2 separate regions of the Danio rerio genome follow, and region 1 is linked to region 2. A link is a contact called in public Hi-C data. All regions are on one chromosome and are shown on one strand. The core of a region is the stretch at or near the end of the contact, and the rest is flanking DNA. Distances in the headings are between cores, read along the strand shown. Region 1 holds the start of chd7 (chromodomain helicase DNA binding protein 7). Region 2 overlaps LOC141378051 (a long non-coding RNA gene).

What was found. Hi-C and Micro-C count contacts between places; a contact is called where the count stands out from the background.
Region 1: a Hi-C map of hematopoietic stem cells shows a contact between it and region 2, with 4 times the contacts expected there. The contact joins the promoter of chd7 here to the enhancer-like site in region 2. A contact is called at or near these places in 8 of 18 Hi-C or Micro-C datasets (caudal fin, embryo, fibroblasts and 3 more) and 1 of 4 datasets of contacts at active chromatin or transcription factors (caudal fin).

What each region holds. Positions count from the first base shown.
Region 1 is chr2:25,048,507-25,054,655 of GRCz12tu, forward strand. It overlaps chd7 (chromodomain helicase DNA binding protein 7), which reads right to left and starts at 1,585. Exons shown (of 38, transcript XM_692864.9): 1 at 1,332-1,585. rab2a (RAB2A, member RAS oncogene family) reads right to left here. Exons shown (of 8, transcript NM_201454.2): 8 at 2,623-4,141. The coding sequence ends at 4,046.
Region 2 is chr2:24,974,335-24,980,300 of GRCz12tu, forward strand. The region is part of intron 1 of LOC141378051 (a long non-coding RNA gene); the gene reads right to left. Among named protein-coding and RNA genes, the nearest start is that of trnak-cuu, 5.6 kb to the left of the region's middle. Within about 2 kb of position 2,012, at least 43 of the 62 cell types and tissues checked have an H3K27ac peak or open chromatin away from gene starts, as enhancers often do. A contact at or near this core is called in hematopoietic stem cells and skeletal muscle, where this site is marked.

The DNA of each region.
Region 1 (6,149 bases), core at 335-2,834, 74 kb after region 2:
TTCCACTCTTCGTGACTTTTAAACGCTGTAAATTAAACAGGTGCTTTTTAAGTTTTCTGCGCGTATTTATTACGCAGATTAGCTAATAAAGGCAATTTTAACTTGATAGAAAACAAAATGTAAACTTTTCAAAACAAGTAAACATGTCCAATAATAAACCAGGTGCGTTTTCCCCCAGTTCCCGATCCCCCTCCCTTTAAACCGTCTACCTGTTGAGGGGCCAAAGGGACAAAAGAAACGTGTGATGAGTTGTGTCCAGCTAGCTAGTTAGCTTGTTGTGAGACAATGAAGTCGACGCTGTCCGTCTCTTAGCAGATCGGCCACTTCCAAGCAGCTAATTACCCCAGCGCACGCCTGCCTCTGAACGCACTTCTCCCAGCCGAGCACTCGATCAAAATAACACAGATTGCCGAATCCAGAGCACAAGCAGCACACGTGAAGTGTGTTTATCAAAGTATGTTGAAGTTTTGACTTTCATAAACGGATAAAAAAAAGAAAACGAGGGGTTGACCATCTGGCCTCAAGCAACCTTCCATGGTATCTATATTGTCCTTCGGACAAGCGCACTTTCCGACACGCTTTGCTGTTTCCACACGCTATTTCGAGCATCATCGAGCGATAAAAGGAAAAACACAATTACAGCAACTTTGGCGTGATTCTTACTTGCAGTTTTGTGCGCTTGAAAACTATTTAATAAGTGTAATTGTTGATAGAAGGGGTCGGGGATCTCCCTCATTCAGCTCGGCCAATGACTCACCTCTAACGTTACGTTCAAACCACCTCGTGTCTCAACAATTAGCTAGCTAACGAACGCTTACTTTATACGCTTTTGAAAAAAATAGTTTTACCCATTAACGTTATAATATGAAGTGTACAAATGTTGTCTTACAACTTGAAAGGAAAAAGTCCTTGTATCCAATTTATCTCAAATATTTATCGCTTCCACTCCTATAGGGATCCGTGCGGCTCTATACAATGCAGTGCGCGTGAGCTAAATGAGCTAATGTTAGCATGTGCTCGAGCTAGTTTGAGATTCTTCGAGAAGTTAAAATGCCAAGAAACGAAAAAGCCAACGTGTGGTGTGTGTTCTTCCAGCGAAACATTTAATTGAAATAACTTTTTTGCCGTTTTAAAACACCGTTTTCACCGCGAGCACCACCATGGCTGAAAACAAGTTAAATGGCACTCAAAAACAGTTTTCTCACAATGAAAGCACATGTATAATTGTACAAAAACGCAACAAACGCCTGGGACTATCTAATAAGTTTGTGTGCGATTGATAAAGTTTGTGGATTCGTGTCGTATCGTTAGAAAGAAAGGCAAATGCTTACCCAACTCAACGCGGGTCAGTTTAGGGTTTTCGCCAATTAACTCCTCTTCGTATATCCAGAAAATCCGTTTAAATACGCGAATAACTGTCGAAATTCAAATAGTGCCGATGAAGTCGGCGTCTCAGCGTCCCGTCCTCGCTGACTCTGCTTCTCTCCTTTGTGTTAATTTCACTCAATTCGAGTTTAATCCGATCGATCCGGGCAGTCGCGTTCTCGTGTCCTCTCCTCTAGACACTCGCGCTCGCTCACCTTCCACAGGCAGGGGGCGCGTGCATGACTCTTACTGGATAAACATGCGTGCGCGTGAGTGACCTCGCCGGGCTGTGACGCAAGTGCCTTTTCTTTTATTTTACAGGTCTTTATAAGCATTTATTTGAAAATAATTGTCTCGGATAAACTTTTATGAATGGGCTTCTTCTATAAATGTTGTTTTGAGACTTCGTTATATTATATTTAAGAATTTTCAAGGAAAATAAACATTGTGTATATACACACTTGCTGAAATGTTGTAGGTTCAGGGGAATGTTTGTTTGCTGACTTAAGAAGTCATGTAAATATCTTTATGTATTGTTAAAACACGAAAAAGTGTGTTTTACTGCAATGTAGTGAGTGAATGTGTTTCACATTTTAAAAAGATTTAGGTACAGCATGATGAAATTGCTTTCTTGAATCTGATTAACTTACTACATTTACATTCATTACTCTACAGCTCAAATAACTATACCGTTGATAAACAATGGCATCAAAGCCATACGTAAACAAGGTGAATTTACCTGAAGCGTAAAGCAACCAATCCCTGTTGGCGCCTGTAGCCCGGATGTTCAGGCCTGTCCTTGATCTAAATGCCTGCAGACCGTAATAAACTGAGCATTTCTTTGGCGCCATTACATGTTTTGACATTAAATGTAACACGTTGCGGAGTTGTGTTTGTAAGATTATTTAACTGTAACGCCATTTTCTAAACAACTATGAATATTTATTTTTGGTAAAAAATATAATTAGTATTAAGTTAAATGCTTTTAGTTGTTCCAGACAGCTATGAAAGAAAGTTCTTTCAGAAAGTTCAGACAATGATCATTGGTTAAAATAATAATTTAATTTATGATTTAATCAGCGATATTCCATCTAATATTGACTTACAGCTAAGTTCCAGGTATTTTTATTGTCATCTAAAAATCAACGCGTCTAAAACAAATTGCTGTAAAATAAATTAAGTTAAAATAAATGATGAATGAATGTCATCTTCATAATAAATGAACTCCCACACATACATAAGCAAGCAAAAACACGCTGAGTTTAGAAGGTTTTATTATATTTTTTTCGTGATAGCATTTAATTTTGAGAACACAGCAAATAAAGTTGAGGGTCACAAAGTTACTCCAGGTTTGGCTTTATCACACCCCTTTCACAACAGACAAGATGTTCACCATATATTTATTTATTAACAACATAGTGCCAAGAGAAAGCAAGTCTTTACACAATCACTCAGACACCTAAATTAATGTGGATCTGCACTGACGTTACACTGCGGACTGAATTGGAGAAAAAATGAACTTTAAAGACAGGAAAGAAAAACAAAACTCTTTATATGCATACAGATGCATGCATACGTGACGACTTGTATGGATGTATAGGCATAGGTATGTATGCGTGAGTGTCTGTCTAATGGATAAGTGAGTCTAGCGTTATCATATGCAATATGCGATTGCACGTCAATCACTGAAATGATCCTGCGGAACATGAATATGTTATTTCTGTTGACGTCCCAAAATCCTTTTAAGGCAAACAGCAGATCTAGTTCTGGAGAGGTGATCCATAACTGGAGCCATGATTTTTAGAACACAGGTAAACACAAATTTGGCATTAAAATAGGTATATAGAGCCATAGTTTCTATACAGAGAGGAGGTTCGGAGGGGGCACGAATACGAGGGGTCAAGGCAGATGGCAGGACCAAACTAAAACAAATGAAGTAAAAGATTACCTTAAAATGGTGTCAAAGCAGGTTTTTGGAAATATCGCAATACTGTTGCAGTTTTTCAAGCTCTATTCATACAGTATAGAATTTAAGCAAATTCATTACAGAATTCTAGCTCGGTCAACGTACACCAAAGCAAGAAATGATAACTATATATACAGAATGTGAATGATAAATACAGATTTAAAACAGTCCTGCTTCTTTTTCTTCACTTTGATAACACCCGTTCCTTTTTTATTAGATTTTTTTAGACCAGCTCTACGATCCTTTTTATTTTGACTTCAGGGTTTACCACAGTTTTCATTGAGATCACCCACATCAACTGATTAAAATACTATAGATGACTTTGTAGTGTTTAATACAGTTCAAACGGGCAAAAAACAAAAACAAACAAAACAAACAACTTGCTGAAAAAAAACAAAAAACAAACATGAATAGATTTACCATATTAACTCCAAAGCTCCTGCCTTTTTCCTTACTAGTAACCATATAATGTCTGCTGCAGCCCAAACAGGCTTCAGGAGTTTGTCAGGAGGTTTGAAGAGGACCTGGACTTTATAAATATACTTGTTTTTTTTTTTTTGTCGTTTTTGTTTTTGGACAGCCATCTAATATATGATCTGAATCCGGGGCCTGGGCTGTGGGAGGTTAAGAAAATGTTAGTGAGCCCGACCAGTCCAGTAGAAACGTAAGGGGCGGAGGGAGACGTGGAGGAGACTGGAGGGTAAAGGCCAGAGCTCAGCAACAGCCCCCTCCGGCTTGCTGTCCTCCCTGACTGCCGCCCATCGTGGAGTTGGTGGCAGCATGCTGGGGTCCAATCTTAATGCCGTTAGCCTGCGCACACAAATAAAAATCACACTTCAACACTCTGCTCCATTTCAGAAGACAAGACCTCACAAAAGTAAAAAGAGCTCGTGTGAAAGCATGGTGATTCTGTACTGTCACATAACGCTGTATTAAGCAGAAAATACCAGCCCCTGTAGGCCTGAATTAGTGGGCTGCTTTTGTCAGCGCTGAGGCGGGAGAACCTCTGGAGTGTTATTCCAGCAGCTACACAGGGAAACCTGCCAGAGCTTTAAAAACACACGCACGCACACCCAAGCTGGTGGCACTTTCATTCATCACACAAAAGGCAACCACCGAGCCAACTTTTCCCTTAAGCGGGCTCGCGATCAAAACCGGCACGTCGTAGCGAGGTTGTGCTTTTGTAACATTCTCAGGAAACTCCACGTTGCGCCAAATCTGATTTATAGTGATCTGGGGTGAGCTCACATGCGAGTCTTCAGGTTCCTGGCCAGGATCTGTATCAGCTGATGCGGTTTGGACCGTGTGCCTTAACTGATTTTTTTTTTACTTTTCCAACTACCGCAATAAAATAGCTGCAGTGGCCTCACCTCCATCAAACCGGCTGTAACTTACAAGAAGTGAGGAATTTATGTCTTGGCCAGCAGCCAATGGAGAGAAACTGAAGGGCCGGAGGGCTTGTGTGGAGCTTCTCCTCTGGAGAACATCTGCGTCCATGATCCTTCTGCTACCTCTCTTTTCAGTTGTACATTAATATCGCTGTCAAAACGGTCACCACTATTACAGTCCCAAACATTTTAATCAACTGTTACAATGCCTGCATCACATGCAAACCAGTACAATAATATCAGCTACACTCCATTGGATATTACATGAAAATTTGCATAGATTTAAGGATGCACAATGTGGCTGCTGTGAGAAAACGTCACCAGAGTACAAAGGGTATCAACCATCTAATGTGAGGCCTAATTTGTTAACCTACTTCGAAGATGTAAATAATTAAAGTGTCTGACATACGAGTAGCAGATGTTTACCATAAAATGAAAGCTGTATTAAAGTAATTTTGTCTAAAATTAAATGTTTTTAATTAATGTAATGTAGAGTGCTTTTATAGTGGGATTTAGGGTTGCACTGTTTACCGGTACTATGGTAGTATCGCGATACTAAGGCTCCAAAATACTGGGGTGCAGCAGTAGTTTGTTAACGGTAGTATCGCCATTATCTGTCAATTTACAATAGATATTGCTGCATGTGGAAAAGTCACTAAAATGCTCACATGTTCGTGCAACAATGGACCACTTTGTTTTAATGGTGTCTGGAACCCTTTAAGGTTGATTGTTTTGTGATGTTTCGAACACATATCTGAATCGGTTCATTTCTGTTCCTTTCAATATGATTTAGTAGCTACAACAAACGAGACAATCTCTTAAAAAGAAACCACTCGCAAAGTGAATTTTTCAATGACTCGTCATCTAATAAGACAGACCAAAAAAAAAAAAAAAGGATGGAAAAAATCCAAAATAGCAACAGGAAATTTTGAAACTATTTTTGACCATTTCATATAGCCTAGTAGTGTTGTAAAAATGATCTTTTTGTAACTAATTTCATTTGGTATAATTTGTATCTTTATTCTAAATGTATTTGTTTGTCAGTTATCTAAAAAAATAACTTGGTCAGTTTGTTCAATTTAATTTACATTGCATCTACATGCCAACTAATTCTCAATCGATTATAAGTAGACCGTTATGGTTAGGGTTAGTGCAAGTTGACATACTTGCAAAGTTTCTTATGGTCAGGTAAATGTCTGTTGAAGGAGCAGTATCAGCAGATATTGAGCAGGCAGTCTACTAATACTCAAATGGACCATCAAAATTAAGTGTTACCAAAAAAAAGGAATACATTTTAGGTGAAGTTAAATGCAAATAATACTTTTTTTCAATAATAAAGGAATTATGAACCAACTTTAAGTAGGCCTATCACAACATATAAATATAGTATTTCTGACAATTACCTTTATAATTAGAGTTATGAATTACAG
Region 2 (5,966 bases), core at 762-3,261:
CTAATAACAACACTGTCAGTTAGATCTGCCAGAAACGATTAAAATGGCAGGGAGATGATCTAAACAGTACTGATATAATTCCAAATAAATCAAAAGAATCACAAATTTAGACATTTCATAGACAAAACGACTCCTTTCTGAAATATATATGAACCAAGAATGTCATATGGTTTAAATGACACGAGGGTGAAGGCGTCACGGTGGTGCAGTGGGTAGCATGATCCCCTAACAGCAGAAAGGTTGCTGGTTTGAGTCTCGCCTCGGTCCGTTGGCATTTCTGTGTAGAGTGTGCATGTTTTCCATGTTCGTGTGAGTTTCCTCCGGGTGCTCCGGTTTCCGCCACAAGTCCAAAGACATGTGCTATGTGTTAATTGGGTAAACTAAATTGTCCGTAGTGTATGTTTGTGAATGAGAGTGTATGGGTGTTTCCCAGTGATGGGTTGCATCTAGAAGGGCATCCGCTGTGTAAAACATATGCTGGATAAGTTGGTGGTTCGTTCCGCTCTGGCGACCCCTGATTAATAAAGGGACTAAGCCGAAAAGAAAATGAATGAATGACATGATGGTGAGTAAAAATAACATTATTACTTAAACCTGCTTGTTAATACCAATAATGAATCAGCCAATCACAAGATAGCAGCTCAAATCATTTAGGCATGTATGAAGTTCACAGCAAGCTTCAGAATAGGACAGAAAGGGGGTTTTAAGTGACTTTGACCATGGGATGAATTCTCTGTATTTCAGAAACTGCTGATACTGTGCTCTTCTATAAACATCCAACTCTAGTGTTTACAGAGAATAGTCTGAAACAAAATCTCTTATGAACACAGCTGGACATCAGGCATGCATAAGAAAGCTCAGAGCTGATATCCTAAAGATGACAGTGAGTTCACTCAAATGTCCTCTACGGTCCTACATTTATTGATTTAAAAACAAAATAAAGTCCAAGAGTCGCCTCACAGCAGGAAGATTGCTGATTTGAGTCCCAGCTGGTTCAGTTGTCCTTTGCGTTGGCGTGGGAGTGCTCCGGTTTTCGCCACAGTCCAAAGACATGCGCTATAGGTGAACTGAATAAACTAAATTGGACGTGGTGTATCTGTGTGAATGTAAGAGTGTATGGGTGTTTTCCAGTACTGGATTGCAGCTGAAAGAGTATCCACTGCGTAAAACATATGCTGGATAAGTTGGCGGTTCATTCCACTGTGGTGACCGCTGATGAATAAAGAGACTAAGCCAAAGGAAAATGAATGAATAAAGTCCAAACACTTAATTTCTCTATTCAATCTACACTCGCACTACAATTAATTTCCAGCAGAGGTCCCTCCAGTAACAACTATAAATCTGGCTGACCATGTGCTTCCTGTTGTTGGACTCAATGGAGTACTTCATCTGACTTTTTGGACATTTTTCTTGACCATGGAGGGGGGAAAACAACCTGACTGCATTTAGATTTACTAGAAGAAATTACAAATATTAAAACAAAGATTCATGTTAAACTGTTTGCTGGACACTTGTTAACCTCTGCTTAGTAGATCAGCTTTCATAGTAAAACGTAATTTTATATTAAAGCAGTGCTTTAGTCGTGTTGGTGATCCACTATCGTTGCAAGCATATCCAAAACCCACCAAACTTTCTGAAAGCAGCTAGTGATTTTATCAAACACAATACTGATTATGGATATTTCATGAATTTAAGCAGAAACGCATACAGAGATAATTGTATAAATGGATTCTCTCACAGGGAAGAAGACATTTAGTGACATGAACCAAACTCAGTTTAATTTCTGTGCTTTTTAAACTGTACGTCTGGTCTTGTCTTGTGAGTCTTCACAGCCTGTCAATCCAAGAGTGTTTCTCTGAAACAGGCACACTTCAGATCCACACTTGATCTGCTGAGGAGGCATCAGTTCAGAGCCGTGAACTTCTTCTCCATGACGCATCCCCTCCTCCATTAGCCATCAGGACGGGGGCAGAGGGAGGGAGGGAGGCATAGGGGGGGAGGAGCTCTTTTGTCCCGAGCGGCGTTGTGGCTAATCTAAAGACCTGTGATGGACGCCTCTGTGGCGGCGGCACAGGCCGATGGTCTCCACCCCAGAGAGGAGCAAGGGGGGATGGGGCATCGCGTGAGAGGGCACGGGGGAGGAGCGCTGGAGGAGGAGGAGGCGGTGAGCGCTGGGGGAGGGGGGAAGGTCATTAGTCAGCATGGCGAAAAGGAGAACAGCAGGACACAGTGCCACACATTACAGCCCCACCACCTCCTGCATTGTCCTCCATCACAGGCCAAATGACTGCTGGAGGATTCACAGAGTTAAGTTTCTAATCTCTCTATAGGGGGGCCGGGGGGTCTCTTTTGTCATTGTAATCTAGAGGTTTGGGCAGGTAAGGTATATAACACATGTAAATGAATGATTCCTGCTCTGGAGAATGAGGGGGAGATGGGTAGTAGGGCCGCACTATATGATGGAAAAAAACTGTGATGTTTTGTTTTGTATCGGAGTAGGGGTGTAATGATACACTCCACTCATGATACAATGTGTATCACGATATAATGTTCACACTTCAATATGTATCACAATATTTGGAATAAAAGTTGAAAATGAAACTGAAATGCAAATAAAAGATTTATTTTAAAAATGACCAAGTTAACAATTTATGTCCAATTTATCTCTAAGTTATCTATGTAATTCTTTTGTTTAAACTTCTTTCATTTAAACTGAACCTTCTTTAAGAAAATAAATTGAATAGACCCGTCTCTGGAAAATAAAACAATTATAAACTTATAAAATAATACTGAAATGACAGAGACAAAATTAAGAGACAACTTCTTAAAGAAGTAAAGGTGCAAAAAATAGCATTCTATTCAAGTGAATTTAACAACAGTAGAGCTTAAGGCTTTGCTTGTTCATTTGCAGGTTTTTTTTTTTTCAAAAAAAAAAAAAAAAATCTAAATTTCTACATTTTCAAGTAGTCTGCAGTACTTTCTAGAAGATAATCCTGAACTTCCATGTATCTGTCTGAGAGGTTTTTATGAATATCTGTCTTCATGTTGGTTATAGTTGTGGAATCCTTCTCATCGCGTGTCATTCTCTGTACTACCATTCATTTTAAGGGCACGATGAGTGACTGGGTGAACGTCTTTTCTTCAAACAGGACAGTCGTGGACTTTTTCAGTGGTTTAAGCAGGTTTACTATTTCTTTGACATCACTGATGTCGCGTTATCGAGTGTATCAAGTTGACGTGCATTTTTGCGTACCTCTGTGCTCAAAAGAGTTGCCGTTATTCCAGCGTGTTGCTCGATGTAGCGCTCAAGCATATCTTATTGAGCTGTTTCATCGTGTTGTAACATCCAAGATAAGCTTGCATGATGCAATCTCAAGCATCATTTGCTTTGTTGCGAGTACAGCTGTTGCAGTGGCACTGCCACTACTTTTCTTACTCGACCAAGCATTCGACACAGGGAACATTTAAACCTGCTTGCGATGTGAGATTAAGGATGCATCCAAAACTGCATACTTCCATACTATATAGTACACTAAAATCAATATGCGAGCAGAGTAGTATGTCCGAATTCATAGAATTTGAAAATCAGTATGCAAGCAGTAGGCAGATGACTCACTACTTCCGGCGAGATTCTGAAATGCGCATTCCATGCACGCTGCGCTATCCCATGATGCCCCGCAAGAGAATTCATTAATGGTAGTGAAGCAACACAACTGACGCAGGTAGGTCACGTGACCATGACAGAATGGCGGATGTAGTACATCCGAATTCCATTCATACAACTCACATTCATAAGGTATAGAATGTACTTTTCTAACGGGCGAGAAGTACGTTTAAATTCAAATGCAGTACCTACTGAGTAGTACGCAGTTTCGGACGCACCTTTAGTGTATGAGCAAAACACTTAATGTGAGGTGCCAATCCAACTTCTATTGCTGCTACGTCCATGTTGCGTGCGTTGTCAGTAACGACAGCAATGCTATGATTAGCCCTTTCAAGTCCCTACTCATGAATAGGTGCTTTTAAAACTTCGGTTATGTTTGACCCAGTATGCGTGTCAAAAAGCAGACGAGTCTGAAGCAATGACTGTAAAACCGAAGTGTTGCCAGACATCCGACTTATAAGAGGGTGGGGCATCTATTTCAACTCCACTCATCTTGGCCTGCTAACGTTACTGCTGCTAGTTCAAGCAATCTGAACTTACGTGCGACAGCAGGTGGAACGTAACTCACATGCAAAGACCTCAACCAATAAGAGAAAACAAATGTCATAACGTAATAAAATCGTATTAACGCCACAATGCATATTGTGACATTTTCGCATTAAATCGTACAACGATAAATCGTTACACCCCTAATATCCCTATATGAACAACTTCACCATATTAATTGAACAGGTCTTTTTAGAAAAAAAAATATTTAAATTTAACTGGATTGATTTTGTAGGATCTACATATAATAAATAATATGATGAACAATTCACAAGCACAGATCAATACAGTAGAGCAAAGAGACAAATGAATTAAACAGTGCTTTAGGTCTTCTGTGGAGTCACAGTTTACAGGTAATTAAATAATCAAATGTAAAATAACACTATAGACTTCATCGTATGAACAAATATATACAATTATTCTTATTTTAATATGGTTTATTATTATCAAACATTGCAATGACTCCACAAATGACGTATTTTGAACCGTGGCTCCTGCTCAGCTATAATTCAGGGTCAGCATTGCAGATCCTGCTGTGTGACTATTGCAGATGCGCATATTGCGATATCGATGCTAAAACGATATATGGCTGGGTTTGTTTCAAGATTAGGATCATGTTGTCTGGTCAGTTCTACGTATAGGAAGCTTTCGATCCGCAGGTCTATATTTAGATTTCTATAAGCCGCCGCTGTGAGCGTGACTGCAAAGAGTAAATGTAATATTTTTTGTGCGCAGCTCCATCAAAAGTGACCTTTACTGCTCAGCATGGCAGCACAGCAACAGACACCTGCTGTTCCAGTCCTCCAAGAGCTGCTGGGCCATCCAACCACACGCAGCAGACACCCCCAAGAACTTCATTTGTGATTTTCAAAGGTATTTTAGGATTGCGGTTGCGGAATGAGTTAAAGGGATAGTTCACCCAAAAATATAATTTACTTTAGGCTGCACGGTGGCGCAGTGGGTAGCACATTCGCTTCACAGCAGGAAGGTCACTGGTTCGAGCCTCAGCTGGGTCAGTTGGCGTTTCTGTGTGGAGTTTGCATGTTCTCCCCATGTTTGCATAGGTTTCCTCCTGGTGCTCTAGTTTCCCCCACAAGTCCAAAGACATGCAGTACAGGTGAATTGGGTAAGCTAAATTGTCTGTAGTGTATGTGTGTAAATGAGTGTGTATGAATGTTTCCCAGTTTTTAAGGGCATCTGCTGCGTAAACATATGCTAGATAAGTTGGCGGTTCACTCCGCTGTGGCGACCCCCGATTAATAATGGGACTAAGCCAAAAAGTAAATAATGAATGAATAAACTTGATATATTTTTAGTAATTTTGGAATGGAAGTCATTGGTTACAGGTTTCCAACATTTTTCAAAATATCTTAATTTATGTTTAACCGAAGAAAGAAAGTTATAAAGGTTTGAAACAATTTTTCGGTGTGCTGTCTCTTTAAACATGAGCTCGATGTGGAGCTGTCGTTGTCAGCTCTCGGTAGATTTTGGACGGTGATTCTCAAGCATCTCAGTAGAATGTCTGAGCACAGGCAGCAGCCAAAACTGCAGGGCACAGACACGGTCCAGACTCACGGCTGGGTTTGTGTGTCACGCTGATAAGAGATGCAGCTGGAGGGAAACCAGCATCACTTGGTCAAAGACAGCAGAAGATGATGCCAGAACACAGGAACAGATGAACGCAGTCAAGAGAGAAGCAGTAAAAAAAACTAAAAAACTAGGATGTTTTATTTGAGGAGTTGCATTACAACTTGCA